Linked DNA regions of Mus musculus: regions 2 and 3 are each linked to region 1. Evidence: chromatin contacts called from public promoter capture Hi-C data. All regions are on one chromosome and are shown on one strand. Each heading gives the region's core, a stretch centred on a gene start, on an enhancer-like site or on the middle of the called end of the contact. The rest is flanking DNA. Distances are from core to core; before and after follow the strand shown. Region 1 holds the start of Metrn (meteorin, glial cell differentiation regulator). Region 2 holds the start of Caskin1 (CASK interacting protein 1). Region 3 holds the start of Abca3 (ATP-binding cassette, sub-family A (ABC1), member 3).

What was found. Promoter capture Hi-C pulls out the DNA fragments that hold promoters and counts their contacts.
Region 2: a promoter capture Hi-C map of hippocampal neurons shows a contact between it and region 1, with 2.2 times the contacts expected there. The contact joins the promoter of Caskin1 here to the promoter of Metrn in region 1. A contact is called at or near these places in 2 of 39 promoter capture datasets (hippocampal neurons and pre-B cells) and 1 of 115 datasets of contacts at active chromatin or transcription factors (pancreatic cancer cells).
Region 3: a contact with region 1 is called in a promoter capture Hi-C map of pre-B cells, with 2.5 times the contacts expected there. The contact joins the promoter of Abca3 here to the promoter of Metrn in region 1. A contact is called at or near these places in 2 of 39 promoter capture datasets (liver and pre-B cells).

What each region holds. Positions count from the first base shown.
Region 1 is chr17:25,794,998-25,799,094 of GRCm38.p6, reverse strand. Metrn (meteorin, glial cell differentiation regulator) reads left to right here and starts at 2,050. Exons shown (of 4, transcript NM_133719.2): 1 at 2,050-2,230; 2 at 2,454-2,854; 3 at 3,662-3,721; 4 at 3,804-4,097. The coding sequence starts at 2,133.
Region 2 is chr17:24,487,103-24,491,041 of GRCm38.p6, reverse strand. Caskin1 (CASK interacting protein 1) reads right to left here and starts at 2,259. Exons shown (of 20, transcript NM_027937.2): 1 at 1,979-2,259. The coding sequence starts at 2,072.
Region 3 is chr17:24,350,544-24,354,188 of GRCm38.p6, reverse strand. It overlaps Abca3 (ATP-binding cassette, sub-family A (ABC1), member 3), which reads right to left and starts at 2,166. Exons shown (of 33, transcript NM_013855.3): 1 at 1,938-2,166. It overlaps Abca17 (ATP-binding cassette, sub-family A (ABC1), member 17), which reads left to right and starts at 3,130. Exons shown (of 31, transcript NM_001031621.3): 1 at 3,130-3,221.

The DNA of each region.
Region 1 (4,097 bases), core at 801-3,300:
ACAGCGATCTGCCTTGCCTGTGCCTCAGGAGTGCTGGGATTAAAGTTGTGTGCCACCTTGCTCAGCCCAAGCTTGGTTAGTTTTAAGAGAATCTGTGCAAAGAAAACGAAGGGGTAAAAGATAAACCATTTTAATTCAAGAATATAGTAGGGCCTTTGTGTTTGGTATGGGGGTGGATTAAAACATTTGCATAAAAGTCTACCAAGCTGAGAAAATAAAAAAAATTTGAATTCCTTGCTTTTATAGCATCCCACATTTCTATACTATTTGAGAGAAAAAAGTCATATTTAATGTTATTTATTTATTTACTATTTTACTTATTTATTTATTTCATATATATGAGTATACTGTCACTGTCTTCAGACACACCAGAAGAGGGCATCAGATCCTATTACAGATGGTTGTGAGCCACCATGTGGTTGCTGGGAATTAAACTCAGGACCTCTGGAAGAGCAATCAGTGCTCTTAATCGCTGAGCCATCTCTCCAGCCCATATGTAATGTTTCTTCCAAGAACAGTCACACCACACTGTGTTTACTGATTCATCAGGAAAGTTCTGGTCACTCTCACCTTGTGTCATTTTGACTCTCTGGACTGGGGCAAGGAGCCATCTGAGCCTTCTTATTGGTCAAAGAGGGCCTGGGAGGCAAGGAGAAAGTAGTCAGTGTTTGAAGCTCCTCCCCAGATTGCCAGTGGGATCACTGGATCTCATCTGTCTCTGAGCGCAGGTCCAGGCCAACCGGAAGGGTTTCACTCGGAACCTGGAGGATCCAGAAACAGAGCCCTGGGGGTGGGAGAGAGAGAGAGAGAGAGAGAGAGAGAGAGAGAGAGAGATCCTTGGGGACCTGCCAAGGTTCTTCTTCTATTTTCCATCTCCTCCACCCTCCCTTCGGTCAGATCCAAAGGACAAGCTGCTCCAAGGAAGCTCTTCCCCATTGGGGGGTTTCACAGTGGCTCTATTTTATTTTAAGAGGTTCTCGGGGGGGGGGGGATAGGGGATTTTCAGAGGGGAAACCAGGAAAGGGGATAACATTTGAAATGTAAATAAAGAAAATATCTAATAAAAATATTTTTTTAAAAATGAACAACAAACAAAACAAAACAAAAAAAAGAGGTTCTCATGTAGCCCACACTGTCCTTGAATTCACTATGGAGCCAAGGATGCCCTTGAACATCTGAGCTGCTTCCTTTACTTCCTGCCCGCTGGGATTACAGGCAAGACCCACTACACTCTCAGTTTAACATTATTTTAAAGATCAAAGCCAGGGGTGTATGCCTGTGTGGTAGGTGCTCTATAACCTAGCTACATCCTCAGGCTGCCTGGGATATCTTTCTGATTCCCTTTCGGTTGATCTTGACTGTAGGAATGGCCTGTACTTTGGCACCGGCAGACTACCAGGCTTTGTCAGTCAGGTGGGTCCCTAGGCAGGTCCTCTAGAACGCCTCATTTTTTTCTTAGTATCCATTTAACATTGGAGGAGTGTGTAGTTAGGTCTGAGAATGTATGGTGGCAGAAGGAGATCCACACTACCCACGCTACTCCTTCCAGACCTAGCCAGTATTCTTTCTTTTCCCCAAACCGAAGGTTTGGCCTAGCTCCATGCTCCAGGCCCTCTGTACCCTCCCTTATGAGATGCAGTAACACAGGGGTTTTAATCTCTTTTCCTTAAGTACCAGCAGCAGGATACCAGTGTTCAGATTTTGGCTGCAGACTCTACTACTTCTCTTACAAAGTCCCACTGCCCCGAGGTCCACTGAAGGTAAGGGGTGGACAGCCTTCCAGATTCCAGTCGACAGCGAACCCCACCAACCCACCAAACGTTCCTATTGGGGATCTCCAAATGGGGAAACAGGAGCGCTTTCTACATCAACCCTGCCTTGGACCGAGCTCCCGCCTTGAGCCCGCCCCACCCCCTCGAGGGTGCTGCAATTGGAGGAAAGTTCTGCGGCTTGTGGCGATTGGTCCGAGAGCAAAGGCCCCGCCCCCTAGCCCCGGAGCTCAGAGGGGGCAGCGGCGAGGGGTCGCCGGTTGTGGGGACGCGCCGGGCCGGGCAGCCGCGCCGCGGGCTGCTCGCGCTGCGGCCCCGACCCTCCCGGGGCAGCAGTCCGAGGCCCCGGCGCGTCCCCTAACCATGCTGGTAGCCACGCTTCTTTGCGCGCTCTGTTGCGGCCTCCTGGCCGCGTCCGCTCACGCTGGCTACTCGGAAGACCGCTGCAGCTGGAGGGGCAGGTACCAGGAGGGACTGCGGGGAGGGTTGTGGGTTTATTTATTTATTTATTTTATTTTATTTACTTCTTGGGTTGGAGGGTTCCCTCCCACTTGGAACTGAGGAAACGCAGACTTCAATGTCCTGTTACACAGAGTAGAAGCAGATGTTGGTAGCCGCGGGAAAAGGGATGAGCGGGCTAGGGAACGAGGGTCACCCACCTGAGAACCACCGTCCTGTCCCCAGCGGTTTGACCCAGGAGCCTGGCAGCGTGGGGCAGCTGACCCTGGACTGTACTGAGGGCGCTATCGAGTGGCTGTACCCAGCTGGGGCGCTGCGCCTGACCCTGGGCGGCCCCGATCCGGGCACACGGCCCAGCATCGTCTGTCTGCGCCCAGAGCGGCCCTTCGCTGGTGCCCAGGTCTTCGCTGAACGTATGACCGGCAATCTAGAGTTGCTACTGGCCGAGGGCCCGGACCTGGCTGGGGGCCGCTGCATGCGCTGGGGTCCCCGCGAGCGCCGAGCCCTTTTCCTGCAGGCCACACCACACCGCGACATCAGCCGCAGAGTTGCTGCCTTCCGTTTTGAACTGCACGAGGACCAACGTGCAGAAATGTCTCCCCAGGCTCAAGGTCTTGGTGTGGATGGTGAGTGATTATGAGACTGGCTGGGTGTCAGAAATTGGCCCTCCACACTGACCTGATGGGACTGGGCCTTGCCACCCCATTGCATGGAGAGTCCTTCTGTAGCTTGACAGAGGCCACTCCGGTGGAGAGCATAGTGGCTTCCAGGTCGTAAGGAGGTGAGTTGGAAGTGCCCCCGCCTTTCTCTCCTCCTCCTCTTAAAAGATTCGGTTTAGGAAAAGAGCAGGAGGGGGCAAATGCCCGAGAGGCCAGCCCTGGGTCTCTGGTTTCTGAAGGATTGGGGGAAGGGTTAAGCTGAGGCAGAATCAAAGCCTATGGCCAAGGCTGTCCAGGGCTCCCTGGCCTGGTGGTGACCTCCTTCCCCTCCCCCCAAGCCCAGCCAACAAAAGTCCAGTGTGCCTCTTCGTCACCATGGAGACTGCCTGCCCTGCCTCCCTGCAGGGCACCAGGCCCAGTGCTTTGCTCTTCTGGAACTTGTAGCCTGACCCTGCAGGGAATGAATGGCTCTCTGACTGTTCTGCCCTAGCTAGAGACCCCCCCGAACTGGAGTCCACTAGAATATCCCTAGCTAGAGCTGGGAGGTCACAGAACGTTTCCCAGTGTTAGTCTGAGTTTATGAGATGGTACCAAGCCTGTGTATGAGGCACTGAGGTGCCCATCAGTAGGCATGTACCTGCAGGGTGTCTTCAGGCTATAGGATGCTGGGAGAAGGGTTTAGTCTCTTGCTCCTGTACCTTTTCCTCTTGGGAGGAGCTGTGGGCTCGTGCTGAGAGATCACAGGCCTGGCTGATGACCTGCCTTGCATGCTAGGTGCCTGCAGGCCCTGCAGTGATGCCGAGCTCCTCCTGGCTGCATGCACCAGTGATTTTGGTGAGTGTTTCTGTTGCGGGAGAGCTTAGGGTCTGCCTCACATTCCCACGTGCCCACCACTGGCCACCATGTCTCCTCGTAGTGATCCACGGGACCATCCATGGGGTCGCCCATGACACAGAGCTGCAAGAATCAGTCATCACTGTGGTGGTTGCTCGTGTCATCCGCCAGACACTGCCACTGTTCAAGGAAGGGAGCTCGGAGGGCCAAGGCCGGGCCTCCATTCGTACCTTGCTGCGCTGTGGTGTGCGTCCTGGCCCAGGCTCCTTCCTCTTCATGGGCTGGAGCCGATTTGGCGAAGCTTGGCTGGGCTGTGCTCCCCGCTTCCAAGAGTTCAGCCGTGTCTATTCAGCTGCTCTCACGACCCATCTCAACC
Region 2 (3,939 bases), core at 1,010-3,509, 1.3 Mb after region 1:
TCCCCTCCAGGACAACCGCTAAGTGAGCATGCATGCGCAGGCTCCCTTGGAGCCACAGGGTAGGGAGGGAAGAGCTGGGCACCCAAAAGGGCTCAAGAACAACTGTGGGAAAATCTCTAGGCTGGACTGGAGACCACATCCTCTTTTCTGTTTTGTTTTTGAGACAGGGTCTCTATAGCTCACTATGCATTAGACCTAGCTGGCCTTGAACTCACAGAGATCTGCCTGTCTCTGCCTCACAACTGCTAGGATTAAGCCTAAGTGTATCATTACGCCTGGCTGGTGTGTGTATGTGAGGGGGAAACCACACTCTCAGGATACTTATGGACACCCCTCACCCCATGGCCCAAACTCCAGCTGTACTTTGCTAAATCAAAATACTTCTTACTCCAAAGCAGGCCAGCGTTGCCATGACAACTGAGCTAATTCATGGAGGGATTTCTCTGTCTGATTTATTACACCGCCCCTCTGACTCAGAGACTACAGACAGAAGGGGCAAGACCGACAGGTGCCTCTGCTGAGTCCACATCACTCCAAGGCAGAGGTAGGGACCCAGGCAGAGATGACAACCCTCTCTCCTATCCATGATGGCCAAATGGAAGGGAAGAGGATCCCCATATTTGTGGTTCCCACTGGCTGCCAGCAGAAAAAAGCCAGCTCCATTAGCATTTCCTGAACTGGAAGTAAGTGTCTCCTCTTCATCAGTCCCTTCTTAGTGCTCTCAGGATGCTGTGGGGTGGCAGGGACCACAGATGTTCCATCCTACAGATAAGGCCATTAAGGCCTAGAGAGTCAGGATGACCAAGGACACAGGCCACTAGGTGGAAAGCTGTGCCTTCCTCTCTTCAACCTGCCTCTCCCTATGAAGCTCTTCCACTCTCAGCCTTGAGGCCCTAAAGCCAGCTCTAGTAAGTGGAGCTTCCCAGGCTGCCTGTGTGCCCTGGAGGCACCAGTGTCCTTCCTCCAAAAGCAAAGTGGACAGGAGCCACTCCAGACGGTCCCGTGTCTCAGCAGCCCCCTGGAGAAATGGGGCCCCCTCCCCGCAGCTTACGATGGTGGGTTGGAAGTGAAAGCACCCAGGTCCCATGTGTTGACCTGCAGTGCCTGCACAGGTGCCCTGACACACTGACACGGTCATACATACACAGCTGCGCACTTGGCTAGTCCACACGCCCATCAATCCATCTCCAGAGGCCCCTAGGGAGGCTCTAGGATGAGCAGGGTTGAGAGCCAGAATCAAAGCTCCAAGCTCCGAGGCCTTCCCTGGACCCCCAGGGCACAAGCTAGGAATGGTGTGGGAGATCCATTACAGATCCTTGGCCCCCTTTTCCAGCAGAAAAAGCCAGGGACGACCAAGGTCTGCAGAAGCCTGCAAGAGCCTACAGTCCTTATCCCCCAGGCTGTCCCTGTCTGAAGCCCAGCCTGCCCCAGGGCTGGGCGACCTTGGGCGCCTGTGTTTCACTCCCTCATCAGTAAATGGCCCCCACTGGCCATGCCTGGGCAGCCACACCCCCAGCGTGGTCCCCCACCCCACCCCTTTCCCTGCAAAGCGTGTTATTAAACATAGGGTGGGGAAGGGGTCTGACAGAGATTGCTAGCCTCTGGTCGCCCCTCACTGCAAGGGCCCCTCCCTCTCTCTACAATGTCTCTTGGGGGGTGGGGGGAATCCGCCTCGCCCTTAAAAGCACAAGTAGAAATCATCAGCCTGCAGCCTGGAAAGGGAGGAGATCCGAGGGAGGATGTGATCGCCAGCGGCCTCAGGGACGGTGGGTGCCGCAGGTGCCCGCAGGGGGCTGGGCGGACAGTTCTGCGCTCGTTGCCGCCCCTCCTCCAGAGCTAGGGCGAGAAGGGGGGCGCGGACCAAGGGTCTGAGCGCTCCTGGCCCCGCCCCACCCCGGGAGACCCACAGCATCCCTTCCTCGCCCTGCACCCCGGCGGGGTGGGCCCCGCCCGCGCCCCGCGCGCCCCCCGCACTCACTGGCCTTCCCCGGCCGCGGCCTCTGCAGCAGCCTCTGCGCGGTCCCCACGTCCTCCGCCTTCACTGCCTGCACCAGCTCCTGCTCCTTCCCCATGGCGCCGCCGGGCCCGCAGCGACGCGGCGCTTGGTGCTCTCGGCGGCTCAGACGCAGCAGCGGCTCCGCGTCTGCGATCGCATCCTTTCCAGCCCGCGCTCCCTGCGCCGCCCGCCGCCCAGCGCCCTCCGTGGGTTCGGGCTCGGGCTCGGACTCGGGCTCGGGCTGGGGTTTCGGGCTCGAACTGGGGCTGGGGCTCCGACGCGGAGGGACGGATAGCGCGTCACGGGCGGGGGGCGGCCCAGGGGCGGGAGCCGGCGGCGGCGGCCGGCACCCGGTGGCGCGCCGCGTCTGAGCCGCCTCCCGGACGCCTGGGTCCGCTCCCGCGGCCGCTGACCTCCGTCAGCCCGCGCCGGCCGCGCGCCTGGCTCCGAGGCTCCGCCCCCGCGCCCGACGCCCCCTCCCCACGTTTGGGTGCGCGGGTCAGGCTAGGCCTCTGCGGACAGCGGGGAACCGAAGACGACAGCCAGGGACAGAGGACGGTGCGCAGGGGGGCTGGCCACCGAGCACCGGCACGGCGGCGACGCAAGCCTAAACCTAGGAGAGGTTTCTCGAGGCTGCGGGACCTGAGGGGGAGGGACTCGGAGGCAGTGGGCGGGCGGGAAGCCGGGCACAAGTGCCACCGGTGCCGGCCCTCCAGAGGCTGTCAGACATTTCTGGCCCGTGATTCCTGTGGGAGGTGTTGAGAGATTGCGAAGAGGAATCTCCCAATAATGAATTCGGTGTCAGGGAACCCGTACCCCTCCTCCCCCCAACTACACCTTCTTCCCAGGCAGCCTCTGGCTTCCCTCCACAACAATGCAGGATGACTGTTCTCCTTCGAGGACAGCCTGGAAGGGAGCTTGGCTTTGACACTCTCATCATCTACTTGGATATAACTGTCTATATCCACCAAGAAGTATCTTAACCTCCTGTCCTCAGCACCAATGAAGGCCCAGCCTCGTCCAGAACCATTCTAGTCTAGCCCAACCTAAGCAATCTCCTAGCACGGGTTCCCAGTCTGCATCTCTGCTTGACCAACACCTCACCTTTCTCCTGCCTGCCTGAAGGCTTGGGCTGCGCCAGGCCTCCTCTGTTGCCTGCAGCATTATGAACACACAGCAGCTGAGATCCTTGTCTTGAGTGAGGTTCTGCTCCCTCGGCTTCCTTATTACAAGCAGGAGCAGAGAGCATCACCCAACCCAACATTACAGTGGAGAGAATTCGGTGAGGGTTCACATATGCACAACCAATGTATTATCATGGAATTCTGATCATGATAAAGTCATGAGGCTCGAGGAATGAGCCTAGGTCTTCTGATATGTGGTAGGCTCTCAGAAGAGGTCTCTAAATGTAAAAATCCTTCCATTGGACCATTAGAGTGACTGATTCCTAGTTAGTCCCAGGGTCCGGTGTTGTGCTGGCCATTTGGGATAAAGCTGAGCTTACCGTCTCCATTTTACAGATTGGAAAACAACAGCCAAGGACTAGAAAATGCTTTGCATTCCTGTGTAGGTGCTACAGGCCCCCAGGTCTCCAGGTTATAGGTCTGGACTTAGAAGCTACATTGGTTCCTGTCTCTGGTCTTCCGGTCTTCCTTACACTAGTTGTATCACCCTGAACTGCTGCTCTTTCTGTCTTTCTGAATCTCTCTTTCTTTCTTTCTTTTTTTTTTTTTTTTTTTTTTTGGCTTTTGGCTTTTGTTTTTTTGAGACAGGGTTTTTCTGCATAGCCCTGGCTGTCCTGGAACTCACTCTGTAGACCAGGCTGGCCTCGAACTCAGAAATCCGCCTGCCTCTGCCTCCCAAGTGCGCGATTAAAGGCGTGCGCCACCACCGCCCTGGCTCTTTCTGAATCTCTTATCTACCCTCCCTGTCAAAGGTGGGTA
Region 3 (3,645 bases), core at 917-3,416, 1.4 Mb after region 1:
GCCAGGCCCTGTGAATGCTGCCTCTGATAAGGAGAAGTTCTTCATCTTAACTGCAGAGCAGAACCTTCTAGAGGTGTTTTCAGATAGAAACTTCAGTCTGAGGCCTACCCATGAAGACTGTAGGCTCTGGCTGGGCACATGAACATTTCTCTGGAACAACTCTATCTTGCATTCTCAGTTCAGCTCTCCTACTCCTTTAGACACGGGTGGCATCTATTCTGGATGTGTCCTGTACCACTTAGCCCATTCTTTAATAAAAACCAAACACGGTATTTATTTCTCTGTGCTGTGGTGGGGGGCATGCATGTACCATGGTGTCTGTGTGGAGGTCAAGGGCGACTTGCTGGAGCTGGCCCTCTGTTATCTCGTGAGTCACTGGGATCTAACTCAACCTGTCGGGTTTGATTGTTAGACACCTTAATTCACTGACCCATTTGGCCAGGCCTGCTTCTGATTGAAGCCACTTTCTTGTGAGTAAATTAGTGCCATTTGAAGATCTCTACGGGCAGGGATCATCTAGTGACTCAGAATCATGCCTGGAGCCTTGCGCATTAGAAGACTGATGAACGTACCTGAGAGTTCTAGAATGTGGCTCTAGGCAGACTCAGTGTATCAAAGGAACCCCCTGCCAATTGCCAGAAGCAGGGCTGAAGGAGAAACCATAAAGCCCATAAAGGCCAAACTAAGGCCTTCCCAGTTAAGACCAAGTCAAAATAGTTTCTATGTGACAGCCTGGTCAATGTAACAGGGAAAGTTAGTGGCTTGTTAAGAAGAACTCCAGCTACCTGGTCATGCTCTGAAAGGCTGTTCTGTCAGAATGGTGGAATGCCGCCTGCCCTAGAGGAAGATATTATCTGTTTGCAAGGGCTCAATTCAAACCAATGTGGGTGAGGGGGATTCCCATGACACTCATTTTTTTAAAAATCAACTTTTCCTCTCCCCACCCTGTCTCTTACTTCCCACGAGGCAAGCTTTCTAAAATGGTTTCAGTCTTTTCAAGCTTACAAATGGCAACACCAAACAAAACTCTCTGGATGAAATAAGGCTGCTTAGGAGACAGGGGCAGAATTCAGTTCCTTAAGCCTTGCCTGGGTCTCCACATTGTTACTACAAAGCCCCAGTCACTCATTGGGAGAGCATTTCCTGAGTGCTCCTCACGTTACAAACACCAAGTCCCTATTTATGATACAAGAACCGTTCAGGCCTGGAGGCAAAGGGACAGACAGAAATACCTTTTAAGACAAAGCCCAAATGGGCCACACACAGGGAAAGCTCAAGCGTGCAGTACCAGGGACCTGACCCCCAGGCTGGAGCCCTGACCCCCAGGAACTAGTCGAAGTTCGGGGTCGGTCATTCTGAGCACCAACACCAAACACCGAGACACTTGACCAGAGCACAGTTGCTGTAGTTGCTGTGGTTCCCCCTTCCGAGTTCTGTATTGCACATTGAGGGCTTCGCCAACTTCAACCCCTATCAAAGCATCCCTTGAACCCTACGTTAAAGTTCATGAAAACGAAGATGCTGAAGCTTGAAGAACTGGGAGGAATTCCATCCAGGACCAGCACTGGCCGGTTGAGCCTGGAGCATTCCGCCGGCCTGCTGTGTCGCAGCCCGCAAAGCGCCTGAGGGCGGCGGCTGTCTGTCCACCTGCCAGGCCCGCACAATAGACCCCGTAACGACCCAGCGGTCTGTGCGGGTTCCTGCGAGCCCCGCGACCCCGCTATAGCGGGGACACACCCAGCATGAGGACGCCAAGACAGCTACACCTGCAGCAATACGAAGGGTCAGTCCGCGAGCCCGCAGGTCCCGGCGATAGGCAGGGGCTCGGAGGCCCCAGGTTGGGGCGCTGCCCGCTGGCAGAGTGGAGACCCGGGCAAGGACGGGAAATCTCAGAGCCCCGAGCTAGCGCGCGAGTGACAAGTCCTAGTGACACTCACCGACCCTCAGCGCCAGGGTGGCGGCGGTCTGCGCAGCTCTCTCGCCAGGTTCCCTCCCTTAGACTCCCGGTCCTGCTCCAGCCTTGCTGGGGCGGTTGCGGCCGAAGCTGACAACTGAGGCGGCGGGGCAGAGAGGAGGCGCCTGCGACAGGCGCGGGTGGAAGAACGCACCAGGAAGCTCCGGCTCCTGGAGGGGGTGGGGGGGCGCGTCGGAGCGCGCGTGCGCACTGGGCCGCCCCTGCAGGTGCCCCGGGTTTGCCCCCGGCCGGCTCAGCCTCGCCTAAGCTCTGGATTCAGCGTCTGCGCAGTGCCTGGCACATGTTGCCCAGCTCCGACAGAGGGCGCTCTGCGTAGCGCGTGCACCCCTCCCAGTTCAACATTCCGGATCGTGCGTCTGCGCAGTACTCCACGCAGGTCTCACCTCCAGTGGGCAAGCGCTTGTAGGGTGGGGTGAGCGTGCGTGATGGGTTGCCCCTGCGGGTTTTCTCCGCATCCGCCACTGATCGTGCAGCACGCCCTTGCTCGCGTCCAGCAAACAGTAGGCGTTAGTTTGGGGCTCTGAGCCCCGGGGTCGCTGGCCTGAAGCTCATCTCTGGACAAATGTGTTTCAAAGCAGTTGAGGCTGTAACATCAAGAATCTCACTTTCGCAGCGGGATTCAAGTTCCTCTTTCTCTTCAGGGCTCTCTCCCCATCTCACTCTTGTCACCAAGAGAAAGTGCTACTTTCTGCTCTCAGCAGGAGGAACCCAAGCCCTAGTGAGGTTAGGTCTAGGAACCTTTCAGAGGCGACAGCCCACAGCTAGGAAAGGGAAAGTCACGGTCCAGCCCAGCAGCACCACTAGGAGAATACAGTCAGGGTGGGAGGGGGTTCTCAGGGATCTGGGTCTCCTCAGGCAGAAGGCAGGGCGTCGGGGTCTCTTGGGCGGTAGAGTTTCCTCGGACAGGAGATTGGGGCGTTAGGATTTCTTCAGGCAGTAGACAGGCATGGAGGTGGGAGGGGGTTGTGGTTCCTTCAGACAGTAGGATGCGAACATCTGTGTGCCCTCGGCCCAGGCAGGAGGGAATGGCATTGGAATCACAGGTTGCTGCAGCTTGGGCATCCGCGCGGCTGGCCCGGGAGAAGCGGGGTTGAGCGTGGGCGTGGCCGTGTCGCGGGGCCAACAGTCGTCGAGGGCGATCCAGCGGGTCCTTCAGTGCCCGTGGCCACGGACAGGGTGCCTGCGGTGAGTGAGGCGCAGCCCTCCCCGGATTCCGGGCTGCGGACCAGACCTGCCTAGCCTTAAGGTAACCCTGGGATCGTGACTTCCGAATCAATGCCAGTTACACTGTGGTCATAACCTCTCGCTCTCTAGGGTCCTGTATGGCTAACCAGAAGATGGACTCCCTAAGAAAAGAGCCCTTGCCTGGTACATGGTCAGTTCCCTGGGGTCCTAGAACACCTTGTCCAGAAATGCTCTAGTCAAGTTTGCCGAATAAAGGGAGTCTCAAAGACCTGGCTTCAGGTCTTGAGTCCTTCACTAGTGTATTCAAGTCATTGTATTTTCCAGAATCTTAATTTCTCATTCCTAAAATTGAAATGGTAGTAATAGCGTATTCAAAGGTTGCGGTTCCCCCACAACCACCACTTTTTTTCCAAAGTGAAATGAGAAAAGTGCATGCTTAAGGGATTATCATCATGCCTGGCACTTAAATGGCAGTATGTGCCTGT